Linked DNA regions of Mus musculus: region 1 is linked to region 2. A link is a contact called in public promoter capture Hi-C data. All regions are on one chromosome and are shown on one strand. Each heading gives the region's core, a stretch centred on a gene start, on an enhancer-like site or on the middle of the called end of the contact. The rest is flanking DNA. Distances are from core to core; before and after follow the strand shown. Region 1 holds the start of Dnajc28 (DnaJ heat shock protein family (Hsp40) member C28). Region 2 holds the start of Mrap (melanocortin 2 receptor accessory protein).

Evidence for each region. Promoter capture Hi-C pulls out the DNA fragments that hold promoters and counts their contacts.
Region 1: a promoter capture Hi-C map of liver shows a contact between it and region 2, with 2.2 times the contacts expected there. The contact joins the promoter of Dnajc28 here to the promoter of Mrap in region 2. A contact is called at or near these places in 2 of 39 promoter capture datasets (liver and pre-B cells).

What each region holds. Positions count from the first base shown.
Region 1 is chr16:91,616,314-91,623,500 of GRCm38.p6, reverse strand. Dnajc28 (DnaJ heat shock protein family (Hsp40) member C28) reads left to right here and starts at 4,502. Exons shown (of 2, transcript NM_138664.2): 1 at 4,502-4,743; 2 at 6,122-7,187. The coding sequence starts at 6,147. It overlaps Gart (phosphoribosylglycinamide formyltransferase), which reads left to right. Exons shown (of 22, transcript NM_010256.2): 19 at 1-130; 20 at 467-608; 21 at 1,539-1,654; 22 at 1,753-2,106. The coding sequence ends at 1,944.
Region 2 is chr16:90,732,695-90,739,482 of GRCm38.p6, reverse strand. It overlaps Mrap (melanocortin 2 receptor accessory protein), which reads right to left and starts at 1,276. Exons shown (of 3, transcript NM_029844.4): 1 at 814-1,276. The coding sequence starts at 919.

The DNA.
Region 1 (7,187 bases), core at 3,253-5,752, 880 kb before region 2:
GTCGAACCTCCAGGCGCTCATAGATAGCACCCGGGATCCCAAGAGCTCCTCACATATTGTTCTTGTCATCTCCAACAAAGCCGCCGTAGCCGGCTTAGACCGAGCTGAGCGAGCTGGTATTCCCACCAGGGTGAGTGACTGCAGAAGAGGCCTTCCTGCAGGCCAGGCCTGGTGGGCAGATGCTTGGCCTGGAGCCGAGGATGTACCACTGTGCCCACACCTCCAGGCCCTGCAGGCTGTACTGAAACTCACACTCTGCTCTCATGAGGCCGCAGATGCTTGTGAAATCTTGGGACTTCCCAGTTAGGGGTGGGTGCTGGGTTTGCTTTTCTGCTGCATCCTGCCCGTTCCTCAGCCACCCTCTAAGTGGGTACATCTTTACTGCTGAAGTGTAGTCTCTGCAAGGTTGTGTTTAAATTACTGCTGATCCTCTGAAAATAGGCTATATGCCTTTTTCCTGTTACAGGTAATTAATCACAAATTATATAAAAATCGTGTTGAGTTTGACAATGCAGTTGACCACGTCCTGGAAGAGTTCTCTGTAGACATCGTCTGTCTTGCAGGGTTCATGAGGATCCTCTCTGGGCCCTTCGTCAGAAAATGGGACGGTAAGCAAGCAGTTCTCCCGAGCACGGGGTCGACGTGGTAGGAAGTGCCCAGACTGACTGAGTGGTCACTCAGCTGGACTGGCTGTCACTAATCCCTGGCTCCATTACTGCAAGACACATTTTACTGTCAGTAGAATCAAGAAGTCAACAAAAAGTGAGACTCAGTCTACACCTTTAACCCCAGCATCCTGAAGCTGAGGCAGGAGGCCAGTGTGTTCATTTAGGACATAGTCTCTCAAACTCAGAGTGAAAGAACGGGAGAGAAAAAAGAAGGAAGATCTCAAGATGAAGGGAGAGCTGGACAGAGATCAGCCTTGATGGAATCAGTTCAAGGCCAAGACCCTGTCGCAAAAACCAGGACATTTTGTGGTCAAGAGCACTTGTTGCTCTTGCAGAATAGAGAATAGCAGTAGCCAGGGGCTAGTTCTGCAGTAGAGCACTTACCTACCTAGCATGTGTCAGGTCAGGTCCTGGTACCACAGAAAGACTTGAAACCCATGCCCTCCTGAACAATACACAGAAGATGACAAGCACGGCGTTGTCACTAAAACTGTGCAGTATCTACAGTCTCTTTGTCTCTTTTCTCCTTGCTCTCTATTTACTAAGTGATCATGGAGCAGTGGGTCACCTCAGCATGCTGTGGTGGTGAGAGGACACTTTGTAGGGTTAGGTGCCTCCTTCCACTATGTGTGTCCTAGGGATTGAACGCAGTCATCAGGCACGGTGGCAGGCACCCTGTACCCGTCAGCCATCTTGCCAGCCCTGTTCTCTTCCTTAAGACTCTGACTGCAGCCTGGTGTGGTCATTGGTCTGCACATTCGTGGGCGCCTTCCCTCCAGAGTTCATTCCCTAAGTAACTAGTTATCTCTTGTTCCTTGAACAGTCTAAACGGGCCCTGAGATTTCTGACTCCTGCTCTCTTGCTTTCTAGGGAAAATGCTCAACATCCACCCATCCTTGCTCCCTTCCTTTAAGGGTTCAAATGCCCACGAGCAAGTCCTGGAAGCTGGAGTCACAATCACTGGGTGTACCGTACACTTTGTCGCTGTGAGTATGTCTGTCCCTACCAAGCTTTTGACCTAGCTAGCGTCTGGCTGCCGTCTACACTGGCCGGAAAGGTTGAAAACGTTTGCTTCCTTTTCCAGGAAGATGTAGATGCCGGACAAATCATCCTGCAGGAAGCTGTCCCTGTGCGGAGGGGTGACACTGTGGCAACGCTGTCTGAACGGGTCAAAGTGGCAGAACATAAGATCTTTCCTGCCGCTCTTCAGCTGGTGGCCAGCGGGGCTGTGCAGCTGCGAGAAGATGGCAAGATCCACTGGGCCAAGGAGCAGTGACCGGTCCTGATGCAGGAGTGGGCTCAGTGCTGAGAGAGAGGCAGGGCCTTGCTGGGTGCCTTTTCATCATGACCATGGCCAAACTGAAATACCTGCTGGCAAAAAGACTTTAATCCTTACCCGCTGCCATTTTTTAAATAAATAGGTTCATTGAAAAGAAAACTTATCTAGCATTTATTTAAGACATCCAGAAGTGGAAAGTTCTAGGCCGCCAACATCCTGGGCACCTACGAACCCAGACGAGAGATCTCCAAGCTTCCTGCTTGCCTTGCTTTCCTGCTTCCAGACACTCACAAGCAAGCGATGACCACACCCGGCCGGAAGCCAGCCAGCCACCCTGAGCTGCCAAGCAGCCGGCACAACGGGATTCCTCACCTGAGGGCACTTAGAGACCATGTTGAAACCTCTCTTAAGCTTTAAATTCAAAACAACAGCAGATCCTTAAACTGCAGCCTTAAAAGAAGAGGCTAAGCAATCCAGGACGTGGTGGCGCACACCTTTAATCCCAGCACATAGGAGGCAGGCGGATCTCTGTGAGTTTGAGGCCAGCCTGGTCTACAGATAGAGTTCCAGGACAGCCAGGGCTAGGACTACACAGAGAAACCCTGTCTCAAAAACTGTCTGCAGTGTTACACTGCCGCCCTGCATGGTCGAAGGGACGGTTGGCAGGTGGGAAGGAAATCCCATGGGTTAGGGAAGCCACTTACATAGAAACCAGCTACTAGAAGTCTCGGTGACCCCATGACCTGGAGATTAGAATGTTCAGTTTGACCTCGGTACTCAAGATTAACAACAGAGGACATTAATGCTCTAGCTCTTTATTTCAAGCTAATCTTCCACCCGTTTTTTAAGTACCAGCCTTGCCCTACAGTAGCTGATACCAGGTCTCCAGAGGAGAATCCATGTGTCTGGTTGCCTGAAATCAAAATACGCCTTAAAATAGCAGAGGTGATAATAGAAGGCGGAGGAGTCGGCAGGGCATGCTGCCACACCCCTTCCCAGGGGAAGAGGAAACCATGTCTCCGTTCTCCCTGGGTCCCAAACCCAGGGCCATTCTGCCAAAGCTCACTCTGGGCAGACATCACTAGGCTTCCTTACAGAGCTTAGCCAGCCTCCTGAATTGCCTTCCCTGGCCTATATACCCAAGCCCCTCCGCCAGCCACTGGCAGTTAAGGCAGATTTGCATACAACAGGTGGGAGCAGTGGACCCAGATGAAGGTTGTGCTGAGTCAGCAAGCCCGGGCGATGGGCTAACACTTTTCAGGCAGCACAGCCAAACTCCCACAATGCTTGGCTCTCATGATGGTCACAACAGAATACTATTTAGACACATTGAGTGTGAGCGGCTACTATATACACATTAGTTATTCAAGATTGAGATAGCCCAACCTGTAAAGACTCTACCTTCATTCAAGCTTGACCACCAGGATCCACACGACAGAAGCAGACAACCAACTCCACCAGTAGAGACCACAGCATACAAAACACGAAACTACACATACAAAACATAACCGGTGTAATAAGATTTTCAAAGCCAGATGTGGCACGCACCTTTCATCTCAGCGCTTGGGAGGCAGAGGCAAGTGGGTTCAAGGCCAGCCTGGTCTACAGAGTTTCAGACTAGACTGGCCTCAAACTCACAGAGATCCACCTGACTCTGCCTTTATATGCTGGGATTAAAAGTGTGCCGCTAATTTTTTTAAAACTGTATCTTTAGGATGGAGTGCGGTGACATGTCTTTAACCATTCAAGAGACAAGAGGCAGGGAATCCCAGCACTTGGGAGGCAGAAGCAGGTGGATTTCTGAGTTCAAGGCCAGCCTGGTCTACAGAGTGAGTTCCAGGACAGCCAGGGCTACACAGAGAAACCCTGTCTCAAAAAAACCAAATAATAATAATTAATAAAAATAAAATAATAAAGAATAAAATAAAACCAAAGACACATTTTTCCCTTCTTTTCCAACCCCTGGCTATGTGCGGTGCTCAATGGGGTGAGGTATCGTACAATACGCAGAGCCCTGACAGAACTTGCCTTGCATGCATAAGCCCTTGGTTTTATATCCCCAACATTCCATAAACAAGTAGCAATTTTACTGTGTAATCCCAGCACCTGGAAAACGGAAGCATGGAGGATGTGCAACCCAAAATCCCTCTTTACTACATAGCGAGTGTGAGGCCAGCCTGGGCTAAGGGAGACAGTGTCAAAAAACAAGAGCCATCCACCCAAACAAACTTGGCTGGGCCAGGCAGTGGTGGCGCACACCTTTAATCCAAACTTGGTTGAAGGAAAGACCATCTTTCTAGGCTTAAAGAAGCCTACTGACGGTGCAGGTGTCCCATAGAGGCAAACGGCCTAATCTTCCTCCATTTAAAACAATTTACTGAGGTCAGTGCTCTTCAAATTACATACACGTTGGGGTCACAAATCTATCACAAGCCATAACTCCTCTCCAGGCCCTAATGCCTCTACTCTGCACCTGCCGGAGAACTACATTTCCCACAATCCAAATCGGCCGAACCCTGCCCTCGAAAGCGGGTAGAGGCGGGGCCTATCGCCCCCGGCACAACAACAAGCGTCCAGGGGAGTCTGTCCTCTGTTCCGTGGGGGATGGTTTTATAAGAAAGAGATCGCTGTCCCTGGTGAGGGAAACTACCTGTCGTAGTAAGGTATGAAGAAAGGCTCTGCAGTGTAGCGCGGCAGAGGGTCCAGTAGCCGAGACAGGGACGGAGCGGGCCACGCGTGCTGCGCAAAGGCGCAGCTTGAGCTTCGAGCCGCTGAACCCCCATCACGTCTGTGAAGGTGAGTAGGGGGTGCAGCGGACCGACACTCTTCTGAGGCACCCCTCACCACGGTGAGCATAACCACCGGCATCCCAGACAACTCTAAAATCCACTGACCCCTATATTGTGACATCGGGCTACCATGACTTCTAAAACGCACCTTACATTCAAAGGATCAGTAATCCTCCAGTAAGTACTCCGTTGCCTTTCGTCAGTGTTCAGTATCTTTTTCCACAGGACCATGCGTTTTTAAATACAGCAAAAGCTCTCTCACCCTTTATCGCCCTTCCTTGCCCTGGCACCTAGCAAATAGCGAGGTGCAGACCTTAAAGTCGCTTGCATTCTTGATTCTCAGTCCCATCTGGTGTCCCACTGAGTACCGGTCTGTATGTTCCCTGTTTGATATGCAGCAAGTTAGATACTTGGAAATGGTGACGACCATTCTACACTGTATGCAAAACAAAACAACAACACAAATTGTGCTCAGGGAAATGTGTAATTTGCTGAGTATAGCTAAGCCAAGTGTGGGGCTTGGATGCTCTCCTTTAGTCCCAGCACTCAGGAGACAGAGGCAGGCTGACCTCTGTGAGTTCAAGTCCAGCCTGGTCTACATAATGAGTCCCAGGACAGCCAGGGCTATGTAGAGAGACCCTATCTCAAAAACAAACAAGCAAAAAGCAGTTAAGCTTTACTGTGCCCCAAACCTAACCATTTGCAGTACCTGGTAATGTAAGTTCTTTGGTTAACCTTAAGAGTTGCTTAACCTTCTGGACCCGTTTTCTTATAAAATGAGAAAATTAGGTTAGATGAGTTTTAACAACTTTCTAGATCTAAAATTCTGTGCATTGGATCCGGGCGGAGGTATGCATGTCTTTAATCCCAGAACATGGAAGGCAGGGGCAGGTGGATCTCTCTATGTTTGAAGCCAGCCTGGTCTCCAAAGTGAGTCCAGAACAACCAGAGCTACACAGAGAGAAACCCTGTCTTCAAGCAGTAGACTTCAGTTCCTGTCACACTATGTGATAGCCAAACATCACTGTCATTTTCTAGCTGCACCAAGAAAAGTCATAGATACTTATATATTCTTGTTTAGCAACATTGTTACAAAGAACTGACTTTCTTTTTTATATACATATGGTGTTTTGCCTACACTATGGCTGTGCACCATGTGTGTCCAATGCCTGAGTGGGCCAGAAGGAGTCAGACCCCCTGGAACCAGAGTGAGAGACATTTATTAGCTGCCATGTGGGTGCTGGGAACCACACCTCAACCCATTCTCTTGCCCCCAAGAACCAAAGCTTACTAAGGACATGGAACCCATACCCTTACCTGGTTATTGATGAAAAGAAAATGACTGATAGTACAAGTGTATCCAACTGCTCTTTGCTGTTTTGTAGATCACTGTTAAGAATTCCAGATACAATGATAAACACAGTGTGCATGAAGACCACTCGGATCTTGAGACTGCACCTAACAAACGCTTCCTTGATTCCTCCTGGTATAAAAATGCTTTCAGACCCCAGATCCAGGATGATATCAACCCATGAATCCCAGAAGCTGAGAGAATATTACAGGCTGCTGAATCTGGATGAAGGATGCTCTGTAGACGACGTCAGGGAGTCTTTTCACAAGCTCGCCAGGCAGTACCACCCAGACAGCGGTTCTAGTGATGCTGACTCTGCAACATTTATAAAGATTGAAGAGGCTTACAGGAATGTGCTGTCCCATGCGATAAAACGGATGCATGCCGGACAGGATAAAGCTGAAGATGCAGCAGAAGATGAAGAAGAAGGAAAGTTCAAATACAACACACCTCAGCACCGACATTACTTAAGCTTCGAAGGTGTCGGCTTTGGGACCCCCAGCCAGCGAGAGAAACAATACAGGCAGTTCAGGGCGGATCGCGCGACGGAGCAGGTGATGGAATACCAAAGGCAGAAGCTTCAGAGGGAGTTCTTCGCCAACAGCATAACTGTCAAGGACGTACGGCAGAGCAAGCAACAGAAGATAACTCAAGCCATCGAGCGCCTGGTGGAGGACCTCATTCAGGAATCCATGGCAAAAGGAGACTTTGACAATCTCAGCGGGAAAGGAAAACCGCTGAAGAAATTTTCTGGCTGCTCATATATTGATCCCATGACTCACAACCTGAACCGAATATTGATAGATAATGGATACCAACCAGAGTGGATCCTGATGCAGAAGGAGATTAAGGACACCATCGAGCAACTCCGAGAAGCGCTTTTAATGTCTAGGAAGAAGCTGGGGAACCCTCTGTCACCCACAGAGCAGAAACAGTGGGCCCAAGTGTGTGAGCAGTTTCAAGAAAAGATACGAAAGCTGAACAAGCGAATTAATGATTTCAACTTAATTGTTCCCATCCTGACCAGGCAGAAAGTCCATTTTGACGCACAGAAAGAAATTATCAGAGTCCAAGAAATGTACGGGGCCTTCGTAGAAGCA
Region 2 (6,788 bases), core at 27-2,526:
CACCTGGGTTACCGAGGCAAGAGGATTGCTGTGAGTTTGAGCAAAGCCTGTGCTATGTAGTGAGTACCAGCAGAGCCAAAGCTATGTAATAAGATCCCCCTTCTCAAAGAAACAAAGACAAAGAAAACCACACTATCTACATTATCTGCATTAGGAAATGTTATAATGAAACCCATTATTTTATTCAATTAATATACACTAATAAATATAAAATAAATAGAAACAGAAATAAAATAAATATAAAAATAAGGTGTATGAGAGAGAGACAGAGAGACAGAGAGACAGAGAGACAGAGACAGAGACAGAGACGAGACAGAGACAGAGACAGAGACAGAGACAGAGACAGAGACAGAGACAGAGACAGAGACAGAGACAGAGAGGTGAACAAATGCATTCATCTTAAAAGGTCACTCTGAGTTAGCGAGAGAGCTCCGCGGATGAAAGGCTCCCAAGCCGGGCAGTTTCCATACCAGGGGCTCATGTGCTGGAGGAAATAGAACAAGTCCCCACGCTGTCTTCTGACCTTCACAGCTGTACCCCCACCCCCTAAATAAATAGATGTGAATTTTTAAAAGAAACATTTTGCTTGATTTTATGGCAAGTTAACTCAGAGAAAGTTTACTACTGAAAGTTACAGATACAGTTTGAGTCCCATGCCTGATTCGCTTATGTCTGTGTGAGCACCAGCCATGTTAACCCTGCTGAGCATGTCTGCCAGAGTTAGTAAGGGACGGGCAAAGCCAAGAGGGCCTCACCCCCGGCTCAGCCCCAGCCCCAGCCTCTGCCTGGTCACCTTCCTGTGTTCCGACTTACGCTTGTTGGCTTTCAGCTTCTTCTCGTCCACAGGAATGAGGTCTATGTAGTCCAGGTAATACTCATAGCTGGTGAGCGGGACAGAGGCGTCGGTCCCGTTGGCCATGACTGTGGCTTTGACGACAGTGTCTGTCAGAGGCTCGCACCCACAGCTGGGCCGTGAGCCCCAGAGACAAGATTGCTTAACTAATTTCTATCAGAATCACCCGGCTTGTCTGTGGCTCTCCCGGCATGGGGCCTGCCTACTTATCAGAGCTGCATGGCTGGAAGGTCAGGGGGCCGTTCCCCTGTAGGGCTTCTGGTTCCTGTCTCTCCTGGACAAACCTCCAAAGGCTACTAGAGACGCGGCTTCCCATTCGGCTCTAGCTTGCCTCTCCGTGGAAGGATGAGGAACTGGGCAAGAACTCAGATGACGGCAGAAAGTGCCTAGCAGTGCTGGACATGACCGTCCTCTCTTGCCTCTGATAAATGAATAGTTAATGCAATCGCAAGGGAAGCCTGCCAGCGTCCTTGACTTACTCTGAGGCAGTTCTCCGTGCTATTAAGCAACCAGTAGACCTCTGGCTTGGATTCCGAAGGCAGGCCCCGTATGTACTCTGCGATGTGCATGTTAACTAGAACCCCCAATCGCACCTCTTAGCTGAATGTGTCCCCAGCTTTTACCCAAGCTTCCAGGAACCCGCGGTATATCTGGTCAGCAGCCCACAGGACTGAGCACAAGGGTCGACCCAGCTCTTAGCTGACACCGAGGGTAAGGAGGAATCCAGGCTTCTGAGGGGCCTGCTCCTAGGTTATTGCTCCTGACGTTCAGTCTTTCACACAAGACCTATGTGCTGCACCCAGACTATGAAGACTATTGGTAGGAGCAGCTAATCCGCGAGGCACCGTGGGATAGATAGTGCCTTTGGAGTTAGGCACTATCTCGTCACTGATCCCGGGTCCTTTTAACAGTTGACCAGGCAAGTTCCTGTTGTCTGCAGACACTGTCTTATTTTTTTTTTTTTATTTTTTATTTTTGGTTTTTTCGAGACAGGGTTTCTCTGTATTGCCTGGTGAGTCCTGGGACTCACTCTGTAGACCAGGCTGGCCTCGAACTCAGAAATCCGCCTGCCTCTGCCTCCCGAGTGCTGGGATTAAAGGCGTGCGCCACCACGCCCGGCCAGACACTGTCTTATAACTGAGCTCACTTCTGACATAAACTGCTCAAAGTTGACAGATGCCCTAGGGTTCTGGGCGCAGTCGCACAGAATCACACGTCTCTCCCCATGGCAGCTGTTAATCCTAAACCCTACGTTGTCACCTCAGTTCTGACGTACTGGCTGGACGCGGAGGGTCCCACAAGCCCCTCCCCTCAGGTTCAGTCATGTGCTGAAATAGTTTCAGGACTCGGGAGAGCAATCCCTTACTGGATTCCTAGTGTAGCCTAAATGGACACAACTCGCATATAGTCAGACGGAAGCTGTTGCTACCAAGCCAGGCCCGATTTGCACAACACAGAGCATGCCAACCTTTGGAAGTGCTTTGTACAGCAGAGTCTGTGTGAGGCAAAGGGTAAAGGCACAGAGGCCTCAACTCTGTGACCCTGAGGAGAGGGGGCAGGGACACTTAAAACCGCAGAGAGACAGGCTGCTCTGAGACTTTCATAAAAGACGATTGGAGGGAAGGGATAAGAGTTATGGGTGGCCTGAGTATGTGTCATCAAGTTTTGTGGCTCTTCACAGAACACAGTGGCGTTAGTATGCTTTACTGGTAATCTGCAGCTCTCTGACCTCATGCACAGGAACAAGCAGGGGGTGGGGGGAGTGGGAGGTCAGTGTGTCAGCGTTCACTGAAGGCAGACCAGAGCAGCCTCCAGATTCTGAACAACGCAGGCAACTGTTAGCACACGTCAAAGGGGTTACCTGGAACAAAGCCATGGAGAGTGTGGCTTAGCCCTGCGACCACCAAAGCTGTGGCTAGAAGCTACAGCTGTGACTAAAAGCCAAGGAAGCAAAGGTGTTTACACTAAGGACGCTTCCCTTCATTTTGAGGTGTTAGGTGGAGGTAGGGAGCTTCCTGGCCTTCTCCAGGTCCATCCCCTCCTCCCCCAACAGCCCCTCCCCTCCTGCAATGGGGGGCTACCCCAAACTCCTTGTAGAGGATCTCAGGGTTCTAGTGCGCACAGAGGTCCTATGACTGGTCTCAATCTCCAGGTGAGATCTATCCTTAAGGCTCTCCCCAGAGACTAAAGTATGGTATAGGCTAAGAGTTCCAGTTCTCATTCTCTCTCTCAACTCTCTCTCTCTCTTGCCCCCTCCCCCTTTTTGGTTTTTCAAGACAGGGTTTCTCTGTATAGCCCTGGAACTCACTCTGTAGACCGGGCTGACCTCGAACTTCAAGAAATCCACCACTGCCAGGCTGAGTTCCAGTTCTCTAATAGCTATGACTGGGTCCTCTGACAGCTCCCAAGTCTCTACCTATCACCTCATTAGCATAAGCCCAGGTATGGATGAATGAAGTTGGTGACTCAGGAACTCCATCTGAGACCTATGTATTTGATCACATAACACAGCCCAGCACACCTTTGATTTCCAGCTCCCCCTGCCAGCACATACAAAGGGATCACTCCGTTCTGTTCCTACCTAGTGTTGTAGGGACACCGTGTAATTCGTTTTCCCACAGTGGTAAGCATTTAGATTTTTTTCAACAGGGGGCCCTTGGATAGGAGCTGTCCTTGTGACTTGCTTTGGCTTTGAGTAGAGGTCCTATTGACCCAGGATGTGACTCAGTGGCAGAGTACTCGCAGAGCTTCTACAAGGCCTTGGGTTGGTTCAGTTCTCAGCATTGAGAAAACAACAAACAAATCCCACAAAGACGTTGTGTAAGTTCCAGGCCAAGGTCTCAGGAGTTTGACTCACATTCTCCAGCAGCACTGACAGCAGGGGCTGGCCTCCTGGGAGCCAGGGGCAAACTGGACAGTGAGAGTGAGGTGAACCCCCACAGCACTGCCACCTCCATGGTATGCAGATGGCTGTAGATCGGTGAGGAAGGAAGCAGTCTAAACCCGGAGGTCAACTCCCCCCCTCCCAGCCTGCTTCACATGGGCAGTCCATAGAGTTGTGAGAATTTGTGCTAAGTGAAAGTTGGTGTGTGTGTTGATGTGCCTCCTCTCTCTCTCTCTCTCTCTGTGTGTGTGTGTTGATGTGCCTCCTCTCTCTTTCTCTCTCTCTCTCCCTCTCTCTCTCTCTCTCTCTCTCGCTCGCTCACTCTCCATGCCCCCTTTCTCTCCCTCTCTCCGTGTAGGCCAGAGGACAATCTTGAGTATCACTTTTGTGTCATTCCTTGAGGGCCATGCACCTTGTTTTCTGAGGTTCTCTCTCACTGACCTGGATGGAGCTCAACCAGTGAGCTAGGCTGACTGGCCTGTGAGCCCCAAGGGTGCCTGTATCCACCTCCAGGGCAGAGATAACAGCATGAACCGTCTGTCACCTCTGGTTACTTTCTGACATGGGTTCTGGGGTCCTCATGTTCTCAAGGCAAATCCGTTAACAGTGGGGGGCGCCTCCCCAGGCCAGACGGCTGCTGTTGTAAGTCACGAACTTTGGGGTGCTGTCTTGTACAGCACGGGGTAACTGGTGAAATGCCATGTTTCTGCCCTTTATGGTTTCAGTTCTTTCTGTCCCTCCACTTTGACATGTTCAGTCCTTCATTCCACAGTTTAAAAAGTAAAATTGGTCAGATCCTTCACTGGGAAAGAGAATCAGAAGGAAAGTTCACAAGAGGCAAAGATCAACAGTTGAAGGACAATGGTAGCCTCTGTCTCCACACACCACCTACATTGCAATGTCCCTCTTTAATTTCTGTTGCTGTGATGAGCACCCTGACTGTCTTAGTTGGGATTTTATTGCTGTGAAGAGACACCATGACCAAGGCAACTCTTATAAAGGACAATATTCAGTTGGGGCTGGCTCACAGTTTCAGAGGTTCAGTCCATTATCATCATGGCATGAAACAGGGCAGAGTGCAGGTAGACATGGTGCTAGGGAAGGAGCTGAGAGTTCTACATCTTGATCTGCAGTCAGCAGGAGTAGACTGTGTGTGTCACTGGCACATCTCAAAGCCGCGCCTCCACTATGACAAAAAAATAGCACCACATCTCTGAATAGTACCACTGCCTATGGCCAAGCAATCAAACACATGGATCTATGGGGCATTTCTAGTCAAATCACCACACTGACTAAATCAACTTAGGGGAGAAAGGGTTTATCTAGTTTGCTTCCATTTATCACTGGGGGTAAGCCAAGGCAGAAGGACCCAGAGCCCCTAAGTCACATCATGCTTAAGAGTGGAGTCAAACCCACCCATGCCACCTGCCTGCTTCTGCTCAGGGGGCATCCCACCTGTGCCGCCTGCCTGCTTTACTCTTATGTTGCTCAGGGCCCACCCAGCCCATGAAATGGTCTAGGCTATGTTCAGGGTGGGTCTTCTACCTCCCCTTAGGTAAGGCAACCAAAACAATGCCCCACAGGCTTGCCCACACCCTGACCTCAGGGAGCCCTCAGTAACTAGGCTTGACATGAGCTCGTGGCAAGCTGGAGCTTAAAGCTAAGCACCACATACAACAAGAGGACCACTCTACCTACAAAAAGACTTCAAAAGAGAACGGCATGCCATCTGGAGAAAATGAAGTCAAAGAAAGCCAATTCTGAAACGAATGATCCAGAGACTAGAATTAGCAGACAAGGCCCTCAAAAGCAACCATTATTAAATAACTAAAAATAAATATGTAACATAAAACTTTAGAATGTGAAAATGTATAAAAATCCATACTGGTAGCAAGCAGTAAAGGGCATGCCACAGAAAAAGTGGCTACAGGTGAGTCCACTAGTGATTGTTGGCTAAATAAATGTGTTAGCCAAATGTAGCTCTTCCTCACACAACTATAGGATGGGGAGAAATAGAAAATCCACCACTCCTATGATTCATCGCAACTATTAGATGGCAAGACTTTGGTGGGCATGTAAAAATGGATGGATGTCAAACTAGTAGGTGAAAGTTTGAACAGAAACAACATTTGTCTAGTTTAACAAGAATCTCCAAATTGTTAATTACTAACTTGAATACTGTTTACACAGAGTAAAACAATCACAAGAAAACTCCAAGTATCACACCTCACATCACAGACAAGCAATGATGGCATCATCTGTCACATAATATGTGCACTGAGGGATACATCACCTCTGTGGTGCTCTTGTCAAATTCATGGCCCCAGTAATTCTTGTACAGGATTTTAATCCAGCAACATGGATGCTCTGGTAAGGGGTCATATCCAAAGATATGATCCAGCTGGAATACAGACATGTCCTTAGTATACACCTTTGATCCCACTGGCTGGAATATAGACAGGCCTTTAGTGCACGCCTTTAATCCTAAACAATGACTTCTAACTGAGGGACAGACGAAATGTTGAATCAGAGAAAGATTTGATAGGATGAGTTAGAAATAGAACACACCCAACTCTCACAGAACCGACAGGAAAGAGAGGCTACTTAAAAAGCAGTGAGGGAGCCGGGCATGGTGGCACACGCCTTTAATCCCAGCACTCGGGAGGCAGAGGCAGGCGGATTTCTGAGTTCGAGGCCAGCCTGGTCTACAAAGTGAGATCCAGGACAGCCGGGGCTATACAGAGAAACCCTGTCTCGAAAAAAAAAAATGCCCTGGGCTCATCAGTGAGAGAGAGAGAGAGAGAGAGAGAGAGAGAGAGAGAGAGAGAGAGAGAGAGAGAGAGAGAGAACTGAATTCAGTTCAGTTTGGAGCAGTTCAGTTCAGTGCAATTCAGTTCCGTGCAGATGAGCTCAGTTCAACTCCGAGCTGAGAGGTTGTGTTCAAAACAGCTCGGTTCATGGAGTTCAGAGGCAGTTTTCCCAAGCAGAGCAATTTAGTCAGAAGCTGAGAGAAGCCAATTTGAATCGGGCAGGAGAGAAATTTGAGTCAGC